Linked DNA regions of Mus musculus: region 1 is linked to region 2. The links are chromatin contacts, called in public targeted proximity ligation maps. All regions are on one chromosome and are shown on one strand. The core of a region is the stretch at or near the end of the contact, and the rest is flanking DNA. Distances in the headings are between cores, read along the strand shown. Region 1 overlaps Iqank1 (IQ motif and ankyrin repeat containing 1). Region 2 holds the start of Zfp623 (zinc finger protein 623).

Region 1 (4,303 bases), core at 274-2,773, 96 kb after region 2:
GCACCCACCCCTGAGGAAGGGACAACCAGAGTCTTTGCCCAGCCTGGGAACCCCAGTCTCAGGTGCCACTCCCAGTTTCAACTTCCTATGGACACTTCTCTGGGCCTAGCCTATTTCCTCTTCCTCTTGGGCTAGCAGGTAACGTGGTATCAGCCAGAATCAGGGAGTTCAGAGAGTGCTCCAAGAGCCAGAGTCTCTTGGAGGACATAGAGGCCAGAGGATAGTTGAGCGGCCACAGGGCCGGTAACAGGGGAGCTGCAGTAATAGGGAGGTGCCCTAAATCTCAGCTGTCAGGAAGGACACTCAACACAAAGTACCCGAGCCACGGGCAACCCGCAGGTCAACAAACAAGTTCTGACCTGATTCTCATACCTGACACAAACTTAACAGACCTGAGATTTCAGCACAAACGGTGACGTATTACCCTTTTAGAAATAGGGAAATATCTCTGGGCCCTAGGGCATGTTGAAGCATTCTTAGACACCACACCAAGAAGACAAAAGAAAGAAAAGTTGAACCTCACCAAGATGAGAAGTTTCCCTGCACACACCTGCCTGGCAGGGGAGGCGCCTGTGGTGGTGAGCGTGGTTTTCCCAGGGCGAGGCTTCTCCTCGGCATTACAAATGTGCTGACCTCTGTGATTTCCCTAAATATGGGAAACAGGTGCACAGTGGTAGTGGGTACTGCATTCACATTCTCCCCAGGAAAGGGGGAGGGAGGGAGGGAGGGAGGGAGAAAGAAAGGAGAGAAGAAGGAACAAAGGAAGGAAGGAGAGAAGGAAGGAAGGAAGGAGAGAAGGAAGGAAGGAAGGAGAGAAGGAAGGAAGGAGAGAAGGAAAAAGGAAAAAAAACAAAGGCAGGCAGGCAGGCTTCCCTTCACAAAACCCAGACAAGGAGCAATGGTCAGCTATGGGGAGAGGCTGGTCACAAATCATATACCTGACCAAAGACACTTTCCCGGCAAATGTCGTCTCAGCAGCAAATAAACCTGATGCCCAGCCATGATGGACAGGGATGATGTGTTGTCTCTCCATGATGGACAGGGAGAGGGATGCTCCTGCAGAGGACGTGATGGCTGCAGACCAGCCCAGAACCAGGGTGTCCTGATTCAGCACACACCCTGAGAGTTTGAGTGAAGGGAGGGGTGAACCCGGTGCTGGTGAGGCTGTAGACAAACTGGCCTCTCACACCTTGCTGCAGACAGGACCAAGGGCTCCTCCCTCTGCAAACTTTGAAGATCTAAGCACAGCTTGTACCTCGGCAATCACATTCTCGGGCACTTAGCCCGGTAGAGTGAAGCTTGTGTCCACATAATAATGTCCACTGGAGCCTGCGTGGTAACAGCCTCGAACTGGGCACAACCCAGATACAGATAACCTTTCCTGGTGAAGGTTGGTACACACACAGCATGGACACCTTCCAGCCACAGAGGTCGTGGTATGTCAGCAACCCACAGAGTTCTCCAGGGAACTGTGAGAGAACCTCCCACCACAGTACTCAGTACATCCTTCCGCCTCCAAACGGCAAAATGATAAAATGGAAGAGAGCTTGCTGGTTTTTACAGGAGGGAAAGGAGAGGTGGGTGTGGTGAGTGGCAAAGGACAGCGGGACAATGACTTGGTGTGGGACAGAACCCATCGGCTCGTTCTTACATTTGCCAGACTCAGGCGTCGGTTAACTGAGCTAATATTCCACTTGCTGTGCACTATGTCTTCCTTTCGATGAGCTGCATCTTCCTCCTGCTACTTCATCAACACTAAACTACCGATCAGCTCATGTGACAGCCATCAGCTCCTGCTTGTCACGTCACCCTCTTGTACTCTTTGGTTTCCGTTGATTACGGCTCTTCCACCCACAGACCAACCCTCAAGTTTGTAAGCTGTTTCCAAGCACCAGAAGATAACAGCCCAGCTCTGCAGGACTAGAGATAACCATCAAGTTCCTTGGCAAAATCTTGGCACATGGTTCTCAATAAATATTCTTTTAAATAAAAAGCCACGGTTTATTTAATATCTGAACTTCTGGCTCACACAGATGACTGTCCGTCTGGGTGAGCATTTACCCGAGTACTCATCCCTTCTCTTGCCTTGCATCCACTACTCTGTCTACCCTGTAATTTTTTACTCATCTTGGATGTTACTTGGTAAAATACAGATCATTGGCTGAGCATTGAACGCAACGAAGTTGTGTGTGTGGCTCTGTGGCTCACCACAAGACATACCCAGGGGAAACCATATAAGGGATGCCATAGTGCCAGAGCCCCACCTCCTGCCCAGGGGACTACATGGTAGATTTTATAGGAAATACTTTCTTTGCTTCTCCTGTCCTGTCATTTACTCTGTATTTAAACAACTATTCTTTTTTTCATTCATTTGTTCGTTCATTCATTCATTCATTCATTGATCCATTTAGTTGCCCATCTATCCATTTTTAGGCCCAAATGTCCCGGCACAGTAGCTTAGTCCCACTGTTTCAAATCACGTAAGGTCATGCATCATTGATCTGGCATCTCATTGTAAACTGTGTCATTTGCACAGAGTTGTATTTTGCCCCCTTTCACTGGGATGGAGAAATGAGTTTACCGGTATGAGGCTTGACTTATCTGATACCTCTTTTGGAGTGCCAGGTGTGGCCGTGGTGTGCTGCGTGCATCCTTGAGTGTCTGTTGTGCACACTCACATGCTGTGTGCACAACAGACGTGTCTGCCGTGCACCCTCCCATAGCCCCACGGCTGCTGCAGCCCACTCCCTCCTACCAGCAGTACCTTGAGGTCCTCCCCACTCAATATTCATTCCCTGCAATGTTATTCTTGTGACTTTTGAAGACCCTTGGTGGGTATCTTCGCTGTACTCATTGGTTTTCTGCTGCTGTGATAAAATACCACAGCCAAAAGTAACTTAGAGAAGAAAGAGTTCATTTGGCCTTGGCCCTAGGAGAATAGAGTCCATCACGGGCTAGGCACGTTGTAGCAGCAGGAACAGGATGCTGGCTGATCACATTGTTATCCACACACAGGAAGGAGAAAGGGTAAGAAGTGGGATGAGACCACAGCCCCTTGAAGCCCACACCCAGTAATGTACTTCCTCCAGCAAGGCTCAACTTCATCAAAGGTACCATAACCTCCCCAGACAGCATCGCCTACTAAGAACCAAGTGCTCAAATACACAAACCTATAGAGGACCATTCTTCAAACCACCACATTATCCTCCTATTCCTGATAAGCCCATAGCCACCTCGTGACGCAAAACGCATTATTCCAACTTTAGAAGTACCCACAGTCTTTCACAGTCCCAGCACTGTTCAAAAGCCCAACATGTCCAGCAGCGAGGACTTGGGTGCGGCAGCCGGGGAGACTCCCATGCTTGTCATGGTCAACATGAAGCCCAAGGAAGGAGTCAAGACTGAGAACAGCGGTCATGTGAATTTAAAGGGAGTGGGCAGGATGGTTGTGAGGTGCAGTTTTAGGTGAGGAGACAGACAGCACTTGGTGAACCGCAGAGTTTGGCAGCAAGGCAGGTCAGATCCCTGCTTGATGGGAGGCAGTCACACTCGTGCTGCTGGAAATAGAGGACCAAGAGTCGATGGATGTATTCCAGCAACAGCAGACAGAAGATAACTACTAAAGGGGGAGGCTGATACTTTTATTCTGGAACTTTGTTATAAACCAAGAATAGATTCTCAATCAGAAAGCTGAGATTCTACTGGGCACACCCTGACTACTCCCTGCAGTTTTCTCTTTCATTTTCTATCCCAGTCCTTCATTGGATACAATGTACCTGGTGTAGGCGCACTTGCGACACACATCACACTTTTTCATTTCTTTTTTTGTCTTTTGTTTCTTTGTTTTCAGGACAGGGCTCCTTTGTGTAGCCCTGGCTGTCCTGGAACTCACTCTGTAGACCAGGTTGGCCTCGAACTGGAAGATCCGCCTGCTTCTGCCTCTGGAGTGTGAGGTTAAAGGCGTGCGCCACCAACACTGGACTTGAACTTTTTCTTTTAAACTAAATGGCCGGTGTATTTGGCTGGCCTCAGATGGTGATGGTCTGGGGAGAGCTCTATGAAAATATCTCTTCCTGACATGAGCTCCTCGCTCATTCTGCTCTCATCTTTATAGTCTAGAAAGTTATTTTTGCTCTCATTTGTTTTAAGACTTGTTTAGATTCTGTATGCGAGTACACTGTCGCTCTCTTCAGACACACCAGAAGAGGGCATCAGATCCCGCCACAGAAGGTTGTGAGCCACCATGTGGTTGCTGGGAATTGAACTCAGGACTTCTGTAAGAGCAGTTGGTGCTCTCAACCAG
Region 2 (3,751 bases), core at 592-3,091:
CCTGGAGGGCATCATCCTGAGTGAGGTAACCCAATCATAAAGGAACTCTCACAATATGTACTCACTGATAAGTGGATATTAGCCCAGAAACTTAGGATACCCAAGATATAAGATATAATTTGCTAAAAACATTAAACCCAAGAGAACGAAGACCAAAGTGTGGACACTTTGCCCCTTCTTAGAAATGGAAACAAAACACCCATGGAAGGAGTTACAGAGACAAAATTTGGAAGTGTGACGAAAGGATGGACCATCTAGTGATTGCCATATCCAGAGATCCATCCCATGATCAGCTTCCAAACGCTGACACCATTGCATACACTAGCAAGATTTTGCTGAAATGACCCAGATATAGCTGTCTCTTGTGAGACTATGCCAGGGCCTAGCAAACACAGAAGTGGATGCTCACAGTCAGCTACTGAATGGACCACAGGGCCCCCAAATGGAGGAACTAGAGAAAGCACCCAAGGAACTAAAGGGAACTGCAACCCTATAGGTGGAACAACAATATGAACTAAGCAGTACCCCGGAGCTCTTGTCTCTAGCTGCATATGTATCAAAAGATGGCCTAGTCGGCCATCACTGCAAAGAGAGGCCCATTGGACTTGCAAACTTTATATGCCCCAGTACAGGGGAATGCCAGGGCCAAAAAGGGGGAGTGGGTGGGTAGGGGAGTGGGGGGGGGTATGGGGACTTTTGGTATAGCATTGGAAATGTAAATGAGCTAAATACCTAATAAAAAATGGAAAAAAAAAGATTCTGGGATTCAGGTTAGCTGAGGCTGAAGAATCAGCTGTAATGAACAAGATACCAGGACTACTAAAGTGAAACCTTTGCTTTGCTGTGATACTCGATGCTGGTCAGCTACAGCTGAAGAATTAGTAGTGATTAAGAAGAAACTAGCATCATTGAGGTAAAAACTTTCTAAGTATTTCCTAAGAGCTACACAGAAGCTGTGTTCCAGAAGCAGCCAAGGTTGTCCCTCATGCTGGCAGCTGAACTTGGTAGCATAAGAGTCACCCAGGTGGTACTTACTGGTTTTGAAGACATGAACAGTTCATGGAGGGCAGCTGAGGCTTGGCACTGTGCAGTTTCAGTGGCAGATTTTTTAAAAACAGGATATAAAATATAGAGATAAACCCACACAATTTTTTTTTTTTTTTTGTTAAGACCTAGATGACTCTTAAGGTTGTACCTTCCACGAGGCTGAAGAGATTCCTTGGGGTTAAGATCAAGCAGTTGGTTGGTGCTCTTCCAAAGGATCCTGGTTTGATTTCCAGCACCCACATGGCAGCTAAGAACTGTGTCTATAATCCCATTTCCAGGAGAATATAATGCCCTCTTCTGGCCTCCAGGAGCACCAAGCACACATATGGTGAACAGACATACACACATGCAAAACACTAAAACACACAATAAAATAAAGTTCTGCCTCCATCAGTGAGTGAGCTTGGCATTCTAGGCTCACACCTGACTTTGCAAAGTTGTAAAATAAACTGCCTCGATTTCACTACTCTGAGTCTCCAGTGGTTTATTACAAAGATGTTGTGTCATAGGCACAGCGGCTCAAAGTTGTCTTTCCACCATAGGCATACACACATAAGATAATGATAAAGATGTTCTAAACGCTCAAAGCTAAAACCAAAAGCTACATACAGAACCATCACTAACAACCAACAAGAAATCTTTACTAAAAGCTCTCTAAAGAGCCTGCCTTTCCCAGCTCTTCCAGGGAAGTCTGACGACATCTACTGCCTAGCTTCGCCGCTAATCCCACACCCACGTGCGCAAACAGGGCTCTCAGCCACCGCGTCTGCGCACTGGGTCCTCCGGCTGACCGCAGGAATCTGGCCCGGAAGTCTGTGACAGGGAGACGGCCCCGGCCCCCATTCTTATCCTAGAGTGCCTACGGATGTCCTCCGGGCGGAGCCTCGGGCAGTTTCCGGCCGGGGCGTGCGGCAGCGGTGCGGGCTTTGTGGCCGCCCGGGGTTACCCGCCTGGATGCTGCTCGGCTTGGTTCCGCGCCGTCCTCTCGCCGCCGAGCTCCGGGTGAGTGAGGCGGAGCGGCTCGCGCGGGTGGGCGGGCTCGTGACCGGCGGGGCTCAGCGAGTTGGTTGGTGTCCCGGGCCGGCTGCACTTCGCTTTGGCCTCTGTCCGTAGCTCCTCGCTTGGTTCGGGCCGGAGCCTTGCGTCTCCTCGCCGAGCTGCGGGCGGTAGATGCATGGACCGATCGTCCGCAGACATCGAGGCCCTCGAGGGTTGCACACTCGGCCTCGGCGCCTGCAGGTCGGGCCCCCGGATGGCTGCTTGAAGGCTAAGCCGCTCAGGTGATGGAATGCAGGTGCGCGCCACGCTGCTCTTCGGCTTGGACCTTGCCCTCCTGCCTTCTGCCTTCCCTCAGTCCTTTCGGCCTCTGTCCGAGGGGATGCAGTGCAGGCACCCCAGTGCTTCAGGGGTTGAAGATAATATGTGTGTTGGACAGAATCAGCTCCGTATGTCATGAAGGAGGATTCTTAGGTGGGGTGAGGTGTCATACAAGCTGTTCTATTCCATGAAGTGTCTGAGTCAACGTCTATGACATCTCTGTGATAATGCCAGGGACATTTAGTCCTCTTTGCACCCGGCCCCACCGTGGTCCAGGAGTCCCCAGGGCTTGAGTGCTATGCTAGAGGTTTCCCGGGATATTAGCAGAAGAACAGTTCTAAACTCAAGTAGTTTTCCAGGTGGAGAGCTGATATTCACAATCGCCCTGTGCTCTTCTAGACATCGTTCCTTTGAGACCCATTACAATGAAAGAAACAAATGTCTTCTGATCACGAAGAAATCAGACTCCCCATGCCCCTCGCGCGCGCGCGCGCACACACACACACACACACACACACACACACACACAAACAAACATATACACATCAAGTTTTAAGGCAGAGAGCAGACCTTTGTTCCTGTCACGGATGTGGCATTGTATCTGTTTTAATACTTGGCATAATGATGGCATTCTTTTTTCATATGGGAGGTATAGAGAAACCTCACAAGCCAACACATGCAGCTATGGACACTCCTGGAGCCTTGGGGGTGGATTTCTGGTTCTGGAATGCGTTGGAGGATGATATAGAGAGAGGGTAGACCTGGGAAAGTACCCCCACTCCCCTACAAGACTTATGGTCTGATCTGGAAGTGGACGGGATGCCAGAGAAGCAGTGGGCTAGAACAAAGTGGTGTCTCTGAAGTAAATCACAGAGCCCTCTGACTGCTCTGTTGGCTTATGGAAAATGGCTGCTAAAAGGCCCTGGGCTTGTTAGGAAAAGAAGACTGTTTGTGTCAGCAGGATCCTTGTATGTAGGGGCTAGAGGTAGAGGTTGGAATAGGAGTCCTAAGAGAGCAGCCAGTCACTCGCTCTATTCTTTTTGACCTCAAATAGCATGCCTTGCACACACAGCACCCAGCTACCTCCACAGCTGCAGTGGCACATCCACAGGTTGTCAGGGACACCATGTCGAGGCCCGCCCGCCTGGTTATTCCCAAGGCTGCAGAGATGCAAGCTTTCCTGCTCCTGTTTTTCTTTATGTGTATGGGTGTCTAATGTTGGTTTTTATTCTCCTGATGGAATTGTTGTCTCTAAGGTTTACTGCCTCCATCTCCTAGCTTGCTAGTCCTGGAAGCTTCTAGCCTCTGTCCAATCTAATCTAGGCCTAAACTTGTTTTCAGCCCCTGAGACTTGCTGCTGAATAAGCTCATCCCTTCTGGTTCTTTC

Evidence for each region.
Region 1: a targeted proximity ligation map of memory CD8 T cells shows a contact between it and region 2, with 40 read pairs. A contact is called at or near these places in 11 of 39 promoter capture datasets (the 3T3-L1 cell line, 3T3-L1-derived adipocytes, the HPC-7 cell line and 5 more), 25 of 484 Hi-C or Micro-C datasets (8-cell embryo, the C2C12 cell line, CD8 T cells and 13 more), 5 of 130 datasets of targeted methods (the 230-238 cell line, cardiomyocytes, effector CD8 T cells and 2 more) and 4 of 9 other capture datasets (adipose tissue, embryonic stem cells, liver and 1 more).

The regions. Positions count from the first base shown.
Region 1 is chr15:76,035,913-76,040,215 of GRCm38.p6, forward strand. All of the region lies in intron 7 of Iqank1 (IQ motif and ankyrin repeat containing 1), which reads left to right. Among named protein-coding and RNA genes, the nearest start is that of Mir6952, 27 kb to the right of the region's middle.
Region 2 is chr15:75,939,111-75,942,861 of GRCm38.p6, forward strand. Zfp623 (zinc finger protein 623) reads left to right here and starts at 1,842. Exons shown (of 2, transcript NM_030199.3): 1 at 1,842-2,049.